Regions from separate parts of the Mus musculus genome. Here region 2 is linked to region 1. The links are chromatin contacts, called in public promoter capture Hi-C maps. All regions are on one chromosome and are shown on one strand. Each heading gives the region's core, a stretch centred on a gene start, on an enhancer-like site or on the middle of the called end of the contact. The rest is flanking DNA. Distances are from core to core; before and after follow the strand shown.

Evidence for each region. Promoter capture Hi-C pulls out the DNA fragments that hold promoters and counts their contacts.
Region 2: a promoter capture Hi-C map of liver shows a contact between it and region 1. The contact joins two enhancer-like sites. A contact is called at or near these places in 12 of 39 promoter capture datasets (the C10 cell line, the HPC-7 cell line, cranial neural crest and 7 more), 1 of 15 datasets of contacts at CTCF or cohesin (the NIH/3T3 cell line), 3 of 484 Hi-C or Micro-C datasets (bone marrow-derived macrophages, embryonic fibroblasts and myocytes), 7 of 115 datasets of contacts at active chromatin or transcription factors (embryonic basal ganglia, embryonic forebrain, embryonic hindbrain and 2 more) and 4 of 9 other capture datasets (adipose tissue, liver, macrophages and 1 more).

What each region holds. Positions count from the first base shown.
Region 1 is chr10:127,762,909-127,766,151 of GRCm38.p6, reverse strand. It overlaps Rdh1 (retinol dehydrogenase 1 (all trans)), which reads right to left. Exons shown (of 4, transcript NM_080436.3): 2 at 2,929-3,187; 3 at 1,307-1,470; 4 at 1-831. The coding sequence ends at 614. Among named protein-coding and RNA genes, the nearest start is that of Rdh1, 4.8 kb to the right of the region's middle. Within about 2 kb of position 1,896, at least 19 of the 459 cell types and tissues checked have an H3K27ac peak or open chromatin away from gene starts, as enhancers often do. A contact at or near this core is called in liver, where this site is marked.
Region 2 is chr10:127,947,782-127,951,113 of GRCm38.p6, reverse strand. The region is part of intron 1 of Gm40805 (a long non-coding RNA gene); the gene reads left to right. It also overlaps the pseudogene Gm15900. Among named protein-coding and RNA genes, the nearest start is that of Gm40805, 3.1 kb to the left of the region's middle. Within about 2 kb of position 1,258, at least 4 of the 459 cell types and tissues checked have an H3K27ac peak or open chromatin away from gene starts, as enhancers often do. A contact at or near this core is called in liver, where this site is marked.

The DNA of each region.
Region 1 (3,243 bases), core at 647-3,146:
GCCATAATTTAAATCACAGGGTACAGGAGATGACCTCATACTTTGTTCTAAAAATAAAGAGTCCAAAAGAAGCCATGATTTTTAAAAAAAAATGGTGTCTCCATCCTCTGCTAGGTTTCATCACCGGGAACTGAACCTCCCACCCAGGGCCTGCCAACTTGACTCCAGGGCATGGGTGCTGGCTTTATTAGTGACTCTCTCAGACCCTACACCATGGTCTCAGGTGACTTCAGAGCAGGGACACTTCCATGCTGCATAGGGGTTTAAACTAGCCAGGGCATGTGCATTTCCTGCAGAGGAGGACACAGAAGAATGCTTGGCACAAGCTGGTCCCAGCCTCCTCATCTGTGTCGACCTTCATGGTAGCCATGATGCTCATAGTCTGGACATCAGCCAGCACTTTTGTATCTGAATCCCTTGGCAGAATTCTTTGCCTATTTATTTGGTCATCATCAGTCTTGTGTAGTGTCATAGGAGAATTAATGAGATGAAGTGTGTTGACTAAGAACCCCAGACTAATAAACTCCCTCCCTCAACCCTCCTAATTTCCCCTAAATATTCTCTCTCTCACACTCTACCTACATCTCCCCAGGTATGCACATAGGTGAACACTTCAGAGGGCTTTCTCAGGCTTCATGGAAGTCCAGTAGAGAAGGGCATCCACAAGAAAGGTGGGCAGGTAGCTCAAGGGGAGGAAGAGGAACTTGGCATCCCAGCCTGCTGAGTATCGAGTGCGAGGGTGGCAGGCAGTCAGAGCGTGCTCCATGCAGTCAGTCACCACAGACAGGTCCTTGTTGCACCTCTTGTCCAATTCGTTTAGGTTTTTCAGATCTATGCAGAATGAGGAATGATTCAGGTGGTCATTCAGCTCCCACCACGCCTGTCTTACAGCAGCATAGAGGAGAACTTCCGTTCCCTATGTGGGAGAATCCATGTGTCTGAAACCCAAGCCCAGCCTGTCCTAGTTCCTCACAAGGACCACAACCAAGCCACCAGGAAAAACCATGAATACTGAGCCTGCTGTGTTTCTCTTGAGATTATTATGTAGTCTCCCCAGTAGTTGGAGAAAGTCCAGGCTCATGGAAAATACTGCTTCCTGTATCTGTTTTAGCTTTGATCTCATTATATTGAGGGGTTCCTATAAACCATAGCCTCATGTCTAGTAGCCAGGTTCCCTTTATGTGGTGAGGTGCCCACCTGCTACCAGAAGAAACACCTGGCGGGGGGGGGGGGGCTGCTGGCAACACTAACAATAGATTCAGAATTGTAGACTCAAGTTGGCTTTGTTCCCCCAAAATCCACTCACAGAATAATAAAAACTTCTCGCCATAGATCTCTTTGACTTCCGAGCTGGCCTTGTCCCAGATCATCTTGGTGTTTGATGATAGCCTGTCACTACTTGTCACACAAGTCTTGAAGCCTCCAGGCTCTATAATAGCCACCTTCACCCCAAAATAGGAGAGCTCCCTCCTGCAAGACAGACAGATGTCAAGGGCTTGAGGGGTCTTTCCATGAAAAGACTCTGAATAAGAGTGCCGTAGCATGCCAGTAACAGTCTGTGGTGAAGAATGGTCACAAGCTTGCATCGGGGATGTGCAGCAAGTAGGGATGGAGCTTGTACAGGCATCGCCTCTGTGCTTGTGAATGCCGCACAGTATTTGGCGGGTGCAGGTAAGACTTCTCAATGAATGCCAGATGCAAAAGTCGCTCGTCCTTGCCCAAGGCACCTCCTCCTCACTACTGCTTCCCCAAACCCATCCCAGGAAGCTCACAGGCCAGCTCCCGGCTGGATCCTGTAGGTATCTTCCTAGAGCCTCAGATCACAGTCAGCCTGGACTCCGCAGCTGACAGGTTACCTGGCTCAACCTCTTCCATCTGCCTTGGCAGGTTCATAATAAACATTCATCCTTGCTTGCCAAGAGCCCTCAGACTCCCCACAAGCCTGCACGTGCTCAGCTACTCAGCCTCCTGCCTGTGTCGCCTGACTTTCCCTTTTGTCAAATAGGGGCCAGCAGCTTTCTCTGGTCAGTTAATGATCACACCAAGCCTAAGGTGGATAGATTTTCCCAGTGGTCTTCCTAACGAGGCTGCCAGGTTCCTGTTTGGACTCTTACTATAGGACCCAAAGACTAATAACTACTCTCTCACCAATGATTAACTGGAGATAACCACTTCAAAGGATGGCCACAGTAATCCCCTGGCTCCAACCCCAGACTTTCAAGCTCTCAGCTGCCAGTGTGTTTAAGGTCAGAGAGAACCTTGTGATTGTGCAGTGAGTTGATGGGAGACTCTTGTAAGTCTGGAAAAGTACGTACTGGACTGAATGAGATGCTCGGTCTGCCTCAAGACCTCGGACATCCTCAAGTTAAACATCACTAAAGATTAAGGCTCCAAACTCTGCCCACATTACCTCAGGTCCAACTCTAACTCAAAAACCATGTTCCAAGTTTGCATCCTCCTCCAGACTATTAACTGACCTCGCCTGGCATGGTGGCACACACCTTTAATTCCAGCATTCAGGGGATGGATCTGTAAGGGTTTGAGGCCAGTCTGGTCTACCTAGTGAATTCCTGGACAGCCAAGATTACATGGTGAGACCCTGTCTTAAACAAATAAATAAATAGAATAACTGAACTTATGGCTCAGTCCTACCTCAGCCATAGACATGAGAAGGTGATTCCAAGCGAATGACTGCTTACCTCCAATGAAGGGCAGGCTCTTTATTTATTTATTTAAAAAGATAGATTTCATTATAGATGATTGTGAGCCACCGTGTGGATCCTGGGACTTGAACTCAGGACCTCAGGAAAGCAGCTAATTCTCTTTACCTCTGAGCTATCTCTCCAACCCCATGATGGGGACATAAAGACTGTGATTAAATAAATACCCTATCAAAGCTTCCCTCGGGGACCCCTTCCCTTCCAGTACCTGAGGGAGTCTGAGAAGGCCTCTACACCATACTTGGAGATGCAGTAACCACCACCAAAGAAAGACATTCGGCCCATGACGCTGGAGACGTTGACCACACGACCCCTCGCCTTCCTCACTAAGGGCAGCATGCTCAGAGTCACCTCGATCATGCCCAACAGGTTCACATCCAGTACTCTTGCAAAGTCCTGTTTTTTCATCCACTCGTTGGGACCCGAGGGGGTGGAGATGCCAGCGTTGTTGACCAGGCCCCAGAGTCCTGGGGACAGTGGAAGGAGAGTGTAGTCACACAACACAGGTTTAATTATGGATGAA
Region 2 (3,332 bases), core at 9-2,508, 190 kb before region 1:
AGACCCCAGACATTGCGGCACAAAGCCCAGACTTGACTCCCATTGGTCAGGTTTGGCCACTGTTGTCCCAGGGAAATGCTAGGTTATGTGATTCCCCCAACACACACACAGGAGCCAATCTGATGCAACTCACAGCAGGGTCTTTATTCTATTTGAGCTAGCTTGCCCCCCGGGCCCCTCCCCCACAACGTACCACCATCACACAGTGGTGGGGGAGCCCTGAATGTCTATCGAGGCAGGGCTTTATAGAAAGTAGCAAGCAGGGAATGTGTGTGCAAGCATCTAATTGAAAAGCTCCTGTGGCTTTTAACATGATTGGTTGGTGCTGGGAGTCAGACAGTCTGCTCCCTCTGCACTGGTGGTCGTTAGGCAGGGGGTGGGCTTGGAACATGGGTGCAGGTTTGTTGGGGGGAATAACCTGGAGACACTGGTCTTGTTAAGGGAGTAACCTGGAAAGTCTGGTCTTGTTGGGGATTAGCTTAGAGACTGCAGCTAGGCTCAGGTTTTGTTGGGGGGCAACTTGGAAATTAATGCTAGGTACCAGCCTGTTAGTTTACCTGAGTTCAAACTTAGGTCAGGGTCTCTAAAACGGAGTCTGAATTTAAAAGCTTTGGCATCTTACCACCACCCAAGCCTAAACCAATCAGGAGTATGGTAGGACAGACATTAATATCTATTTTCTCTTGTTTTTCCACAATGAAAAGAATTCTTTGCATCGAATGTATCGTGCTTCAGATAAAGAAATAGATTTCCATTCACGCTTTATCTAAGTACAGCCTTTGCCTAAGCTCTGTTAAAGTTCTTGCTATCAAAACAACTTTTTTTTCCCTTGGCTTTTTTGAGACAGTTTTTTTTTTTGTTTTTGTTTTTGTTTTTTGTTTTTTGTTTTTTTTGGTTTTTGGTTTTGGTTTTGTTTTGTTTTGTTTTTCCCCTCTGTGTAGCCCTGGCTGTCCTGGAACTCACTCTGTAGACCAGGCTGGCCTAGAACTCAGAAATCCACCTGCCTTTGCCTCCCAAGTGCTGGTATTAAAGGTGTGTGCCACCACCACGACCGCTGGGCTTACAACAATTTTTAATCCATAGCTCTGAAAAGAAGGAATACTCGATCCCTTGTGGTCAGAGACATGATGATGGGCTGTATCAGAATGTGAGAGCGATTCAGTCTTATGACAAATGTCTGAGGGGCTGGGGCCCTGACAGCTCCCACACATTCCATTCTGAATGGTTTTGTCAAACTGCTTCTATAACAGGCTCCCAGACCCTTAGTAGGCTGCCAAACCTTAGCCCAAATGACACCATTACAGAGGTGTCATTCAGACTTTGGAACCTAGCATACTTGCCAAACTTGGCACATAACAAATATGGACTTTGCCAAAACAAAGACCTGATTTGCCAAAGTCCATATTTCTGGCAAAGCCCCTAAGTGTGCTAACCTTGCTTTTTAGCTTCTGTAGTTCCTCTCTTGGTTATCTGTTCTTGCTAACTGAGGTGTGTCAACCCAGGATGCAGGGTGGGCTTAAAAGTTCATCCTGAGAAAGGCACAGGACCACTCTCAGGTCCCAACCACCCAGTGTAGTCACCAGCCGGGTAATTAAGACTTCCTATTGGTTTGAACCTGTGTCTGATGGTCTTCTCTGGGGGATATTCCACAACATTGTCAGACATCTATGGTCATAATCAAAATGCACACATGTACTGAAAATGTCTGTTCAGCCTCTTCTCTACTCAACTGCCAAGAGTTATAGCAGGCATCGATCCTATGTGTTGGTGTGAAAAATCAAGCCACTCCCTTTTGGAAATTTGGAATTTTATGATATTAAGAGGTATGGGTTCCAAGTCTTACTAATTTTTTAAAAATTTTATTTCTAAAGTAGCCAGCTAATTTTTTCCTCTCAAAGGCAAGGACTCCTTGTGTGTAGGCCAGGCTGGTCCAGATATCACAGTCCTGACTCCACCTCCGAGGGCTAGGCTTACAGTCGGCATCACCATTGCCGCTATTTCATCATGGTTTTGTCTCCTTTTATTTTTCAGTGATGTTAGAGGTTAAGCTTAGAGTTACACTTATGTTGAACAAATGCTTTGCCAGGGTCACATCGCCAGCCTGTTTATTTTGATGTTCTTTTTTTTTTTTCATTTTAGAATTGATATTTATTTCACACCCCATGAACCCCACCCTTAAGGTATGCAATTCATGGTTTCAGCAAATCTGAAAGGGGGTGCAACTGCCACCACTGTCTATACCACCTAGCTCCAGAACATTCTATCTGCTCTTAAAGGGTTGCTGTAGCTGTGGGTTCTCCGGACTTTTCCTCAGAGCACAAGAACCCCATCAACAACCCTCAGCAAATCAAGGGGAGGCAGTGAAAGACATTTCCTTTTTTTTTAATGTTTGAAACAATGTCTCGCTCTCTCCCTCTCTCCCTCTCTCCCTCTCTCCCTCTCTCCCTCTCTCCCTTTGCCTACTTGCCTCATGGGACAGAGCAACTGTTAGATCCTTGGACTTCCATTCATAGCTGTTGCTGACCATTGTTGGGAGTTGGACTGCAGACTGTGGCGACAGACAAGGTGGCAAAAAAGCTGAGTTCTACTCTCTCATGGGTGAAGAACACAGTATCGCACACAGTCAGTCAGATGGCCAGTCAGGTGGCAAGTCCATCTGCCTCACTACACACTACATCCTCATCTACCACACTGTCAACACCAACACAGTCACCATCTTCCCCATCAAAGTTGAGTCCAGACGACTTAGAACTCCTGGCTAAGCTGGAGGAACAAAACAGATTAATAGAGACAGACAGTAAGTCTTTAAGATCAGTGAATGGGTCAAGAAGAAACGGTGGTTCCTCTCTTGTATCAAGTTCATCAGCCTCCAGCAACCTCAGCCACCTGAAAGAAAGAAAGAAGAAGGCAAGCTCCAAGGACAGCTTAACAGGTCTGACTCTAACCAGTACATTAGGGAACTGAAGGACCAGATAGCAGAGCTGATTCATGAGCTCAGATGCCTAAAAGGCCAGCAGGACTTCTCCAGCCGACCTCCTTTTGATGGAATCCACATTGTCAGCCATCTAATAGGAGACGATGAATTGTTCCACTCATCGGATGAAGGTTTTATAGATAGTTCCTTACCGGAAAGTGCCATTGGTTTTCCTTTGCACAGAAAATCTGGCCCAATGTCTCTGAATCCCGCTTTGGCAGATGGCAGTGAGAGCGAAGCAGAAGATGGTATGCTGGGAACTCAGGAAGTGACCCTGAGGCTCCACAGAAGCAGCCCCCACAGAGAGGGTCCTACTCAACTACCCTGTGATCGTCACTGTGACAGCCGGAGTCTTGAG